Linked DNA regions of Mus musculus: region 2 is linked to region 1. A link is a contact called in public HiChIP or PLAC-seq data. All regions are on one chromosome and are shown on one strand. Each heading gives the region's core, a stretch centred on a gene start, on an enhancer-like site or on the middle of the called end of the contact. The rest is flanking DNA. Distances are from core to core; before and after follow the strand shown. Region 1 has its middle 30 kb from the start of Gm41352. Region 2 has its middle 23 kb from the start of Txn2.

Region 1 (2,700 bases), core at 102-2,601:
GTAACTAAGAGGCTGTGTCTAGTTGTTGGAAGGAATCACTGGGGACGTGCCCTAGCAAGGGGTATCTTACACCCATCCACTTTCTTTCGGGTTTTTCAGCATCTTGACTGACCATCAGGAAGTCCATCATTGTACCCTCCCGAGGTGTTCTCTGCTCTGCATAGGCAGAAGCAACGGAGCCAGCAAACCAAGGCCTAAGACCTCAGAAGCCCCCACCTCCCTTCCCCTGTCCTGTCCATGTCTCCCCTCCCCCCACACCCTGTCCTGAGTCCTCTGCACTCCTCCTCCCACCTGGTGCTGCAATTCAGACCACAGAGGAGAAAGTCCGAGATCAGAACTGGAGACGCAGGACGGGAATTAGCTGGGGGCAGCGGAGACACTTTGGAAGATGAAGTAGAAAGTAATGTGAGGTATATGGCCATAGAGCTTACAGAGTGCATGTGTGATGTCCATGCTCACAGAGTTTACAGTGGATGTCTGCATCTATTTTACATATTACTTTGTCCTAGCAGCGATATTTTGAGGAAGGCTGGAAGGGAATCTTTTTCTTTTTCCCCTCCTCATTTTATAGATGTGAAGTCTGAGACTCAGAAAGGTTAAGTTACTTGCTTAAGGTCACACAGCCAAGATCAGGGCAGGCATTCAATCCCTTTCGCTCCTTGACTCCGGGCGTTTATAACTTGAGCTTATGGTACTGAGTGGGACAGCAAATGCCAGTCAGCGCTTCAGCGATGCCGGTCAACGGTAGCGACAAAACGTGTTCCTATTAATACTTCCATTGTCTGCCTCCTCTACAGAGACCCATTGTATGTCTGTCTAGGGACTTCCTGTCCTGATGGGGGCAAATCCAGTCAGTCAATCTTGTTCATGCAGTTGTCTGCCTTTCCTGTTGGGGCCACATTTGGAGCGGATAAGGGACAGGAGAAGAAATGAAGGAAGGCGCACGAGAAGAGCCTGGAGATGGAGATGCTTTGCTGTTCCACGCTGCAGGGGTAACGGGTTTCCTCTCAGTATTCCACGGCCATGATACTCTCTGCCTCTCCTCATCTCTTGGGCTTCAGCCTGTCAAGGTGGGGATGGGAAGGCTTGCAGAGCGCATGGTAAGAGCTAAGCTGACACTGGAACCATAGAGAGGCGGTGGGGGGAAACAGTGGACTGCAAACTGCTGACATCGTTCCTCTTCTGGGTATGCGGCAAGGATCCCACAAAAGAAAAGCGGTGGGTGAGGCTGGAACCACAGGGGAGAATCCAGCAGGGGGCGCTCTGCCAGCGGACCTGCCCTGCTTCCCTTGCCTGGAGCCCCCTCTGACCCTGTAGGAAGCGGACCTGCCCAGCTTCCCTTGCCCGGAGACCGTGTAGGAAGTGCCTTCTATCAGGGTTTCCTGAGCGGATGACACTTGCCCCTCCCTTGATGGATAGCCCCATAGCTTTTTCTTGCCCCTAATGTGGCCAGATGTTCTCCCTAGGTCGCGTGGAGACACAGCAAAAAGGTCTGGGGCTCAGGAAACCAAGGGCTCTGAGCTGTCCTGGCTTTGTGCCTGAACAAATAAATCACTTGACTTTCTTAGGTCTTGGCTCGCTTTCTGTGATATGGGGAGCCTGTCAAGATATCTCAGGGTGGCAGGGGATGGGACATGGTGGGAAGGGGCAGCTGCTCACTGGCTAGTCGCCACCGTAATTGTCACTGTTACCAGCATAAAGGAAAGGCTTCTGGAGCCTTAGGGCCCAGAGGGAGGGAGGAAAGGGTTACGGGAGCAGAGGATACCCCCTCCACACTTCCCTCTCTGTACCTGAGAGCCAAAGGAAAGATCGGGAAGGTTTGGAAAGGCAGGAAAGCCGGACAGGCTCAGAGAATATAGGCTGGGTCTGGAAGAGCCTGCCCTTTTTCTCGGGGTCCTCCCCTTCCAGCTCTATCCATGGCCGGCAACTTCCTCCTAGGCTGTGCTATTGTGGCAGCGGGCATGTTTCTTTTTCAGTGTGTTTGGGAGGCAGGATCAAGGTGGAGAATCTCCAGTTACCAGCATTCCTGAAACAGATCCAAAAGAGGCCGGCCTGACAGAAGGCAGAGACACCCGCGGAAAGGGAGAGGGGCTAAAGGGGCTGGAGGACGGAGCTAATCCAGCCTCCTTGGTCCAGTTTTATAGTTGTTCCCAGGCCTTCTCTAGTGTCACCAAAATGGAGTAGAGCCACTGTCTTCCCTGGGCTCAAGTTTGAGGACAAAGGTTAGAGATCAGGGTGTGACCCCAGCCTTTACGAGTGTGCTCACATCCTGAGCCCTAGGTTGGGTGGGCCTTTCAAAAGGCTTGTGTTGCCCCGAGGGCAGGAAAACTAAGGCTCCCCCTCCCAAAGATCGGCCTTCTCCATGTGTGTGAGAGTATGCACAAAGCTGGGTCATGTACTTCTACTATCCTGCCTGGAGGATCCCAGGCAGCTTGTGAGTTGTCTGTTAGACTAAGGACAGTGTGGCTCTAGGGCACATGGAATACATTATCTTCCCTATTTTTCCAATGAAGACATCAAGGGTCAGAGAGGCCAAGCGACCTCACTGAGGTCGCAGGCACAGTTGACTGGAGCTCTGGGACCCTGATCCTCTCTCTGGCTCAGGGAGTTCCTCTCAGGTTTGCAGGGCTCTGACCTTATAGATTTTGCTGCCTTTGAAAACAGCTCAAATCCCAGCGGCCCCAGGGAATGTCACGTCCC
Region 2 (2,713 bases), core at 22-2,521, 560 kb after region 1:
TGCCAAAGATGGCAGGCATGCCCTGGGAAGAGCATGGCTTTTCTCCTGCAGGTCCTGGGGCCGTGGGAGTACATCAATGGCACAAGACTCAGGGGAGTCAGATTCCTAGCTTTCAGAATCCCTCAGATTCTGGGTGCCCTGGGACCAGGTGGGCAGTGAGAAGCAAGGCTGTCATACCCAGAGGTCTAGAGGCAGCTGAGAGGGAGTGTGCTGATGTGCCAGCATCTGTATGTAGCAGGTGTGCCCCACGGAGGCACAGCCAGGTTCCAGGCGCTCTTCCCTCCTTGCCATGGATGGAGAGGGACGAGGTGCCCGATGGTTTGCTCTCTCAGCAGGTGTGATGGCTTGTAGACACAGGAGGTGCACATAGCAAGCCTGAAGGTCATCAGCAAGCTTGCCGGTGTGCACTGTGTTCTGGGCTTCCTCTTCCTCCTCTTTACTCTCCTGTGTGTGTTGGGGGAGGGGAGAAGAGGCCCGCGCGGGGGTGGGGGGTAGGCGGAGGAGCCGGAGAACCAGAGACAAGCTACCTGTATCTCCAGTACTTAGGAGGTGGAAACAATCAGCGATTCAGAACTCCTACATAGTATATCCAAGGCTGGGCTGCAGATACTGAGCCCCTTTCTCAAACCAACAAAAAAGAAACGCTACATCACAAACGGACCTATCTCCATCTCCTGTCCCAAGGTTTCCAGTTTGAGACTTCTTTTCTTAAAAGGAGAGATTACTAATAAGAGCTGTACTTAACCTAGCCTTATTAGTCTTTCTCCTCGACCTTATTTAGGAGCGGTTGAGATATGAGAAATAATGGAGCCCGGGTCTGGAGAGATGGCTCAGCGATTAAGAGCACTGGCTGCTCTTGCAGAGGACCCGAGTTCAGTTCCCAGCATCCATATGATGATGGCTCACAACTGTTAAAACAGCCATCCATACAAATACGAAATAAAGAGGCGAGTTCAACGCCACTGGCAGAAGTTCTGCAGGTCAGCCATACAGAATGCTCTTTGCACCGGCCCCAGGCTCTCAGGTAACCCCCAGCATCTACTAAGCCCACTCTGGCCCACTGCTAGTTCTGGTTTTCAGGTCCTGTACCGGGGACATGCTGGCAGATGCCCAGCGTGCTTCCCCAGGCTCTTACAGTCCTTAGTGAGACAGGATTTTGCTGCACTTCCCAGCAAGTTGTGGTGGAGGCGGGGCCTTGGGAAGGAGCGCGGTCGGGCCGCTCGCCTTATTTGGGCAGGCGCTGCGCTAAAGGGCAGGGCATCCCACCCTGCTGGTTCCGCCCCCATGCCGAGCCCACCCCTGGGGCTCAATCTGCACAGAAATCCGGTGCCTGTCTTCTTCAGGCTAGGCTAAGTAAGGTGCTGGCTGGCTTTTCGATTTAACCTTCATTTCGCAGCAGCCGAGGAGCTCACTAGGTAGCTAGGGCAGGAGAGAGCTAATCTCCACAGTCAGAGAGAACTGTCCCTAACCCAGTCTGCCGTATACCGGGACAGACTTTCTCTAAGGGCGCAAAGAAGTCTCTAACCTTAGATTGAGCCCAGGACCTTGCTCCATCCGAAGTGTGTGGTTAATTTAATCCTTTTCGGCGCGCCAATCACAAGGGAAGTTCACCCCGAGACTACCTACTGGTCACTTTATTGCCATCTCCATTCAAACCTTCCCCTGCTTCGTAACAATCCAGATCTCTGTTTGATTCGACTCTCTGCTGCCTCAACTCTTAAGTCCTTCACATCCTTCACATCTCTTAGCTCAGGATACAGGCCTAAGCGTCTTTTTTTTTTTTTTTTTTTTTTTAGCTCTGGCTGTCCTAGAGCTCTACAGACCAGGCTGGCTTCGAACTCAGAGATTATAGGCGTAGACCATCACTCTCCCTGGCTCTGGCTCTTTTTGTTTTCCTTTTGAGACAGGGTCTCACTATGTAGCTCTGGCTGTCCTGTGTAGACCAGGCTTGTCTGGAACTCCTAAGAGACCTACATGTCTCTACTTCCAGAGTGCTAGACTGGAGGCACGTGCCAACATGCTACAGACCCTTGAAACTTGCCGCTTCTGGTTGCACGTGATGTTCCCTGTTTCCAGTCTGTGTACTGCTGCCCTCCCCACAGGCTGCTATTCTCTTGCACGCAGCCTTGCTCACTCATCCCTCAGTATCCTCTTCCTGACTTTTCTACCCACCAGCTCACCTTTCTGATCAAGCATTTGCGTTGTAGACATACTATGTGTCTTCCCCGGGGCCGGTTAGCCCCTGCTTGGCAAGCTGGTGGTCCGTTGGAATTTTTTGAGAAGTTCTTCTTGACTCAGTCACTGAGCTGACCCAACCCCACACCTCAACCCTGGCTGAGCCTGGGCCTGCTCTGTCTGATGTTAAGTAGGAGTTGGTGTCCGAGGGCCTCCTGCCCGGAAGGTCGTGACCAGTCATCTGGGGCGGCCGAGTGCTGGGAAATGCAGCCTCTAGAGAGGAGCTGGGAGGTCAGGCTCCGCTGAGTGGGTAGGGAAGGTCAGCTCACTGCACAGATCCTAGCCTTCCCCAGCTGCTGCCGGCCTGCTACATTCTCCGGGTCAGGCTGGCCTCTGCTTGTCCCTACAGCCCACAGAGGCTTAGGCAGGGAGGGCTACGCCCAGCCCTACAGAGTCCCTACTTCCTTTGCTGAGGAGGAGGCTCAGGGCCTGATAACTTGTGGTCAGTGGTCGGGCCAAGTGCTGGTCTAACACCGTG

Evidence for each region. HiChIP or PLAC-seq counts read pairs in DNA pulled down with a chosen protein or histone mark.
Region 2: an HNF4G HiChIP or PLAC-seq map of pancreatic cancer cells shows a contact between it and region 1. The contact joins two enhancer-like sites. A contact is called at or near these places in 1 of 484 Hi-C or Micro-C datasets (embryonic stem cells) and 2 of 115 datasets of contacts at active chromatin or transcription factors (pancreatic cancer cells and stem cell-derived neural progenitor cells).

What each region holds. Positions count from the first base shown.
Region 1 is chr15:77,342,345-77,345,044 of GRCm38.p6, forward strand. No RefSeq gene overlaps it. Among named protein-coding and RNA genes, the nearest start is that of Gm41352, 30 kb to the left of the region's middle. Within about 2 kb of position 1,352, at least 122 of the 459 cell types and tissues checked have an H3K27ac peak or open chromatin away from gene starts, as enhancers often do. A contact at or near this core is called in embryonic stem cells and pancreatic cancer cells, where this site is marked.
Region 2 is chr15:77,904,245-77,906,957 of GRCm38.p6, forward strand. No RefSeq gene overlaps it. Among named protein-coding and RNA genes, the nearest start is that of Txn2, 23 kb to the right of the region's middle. Within about 2 kb of position 1,272, at least 201 of the 459 cell types and tissues checked have an H3K27ac peak or open chromatin away from gene starts, as enhancers often do. A contact at or near this core is called in embryonic stem cells and pancreatic cancer cells, where this site is marked.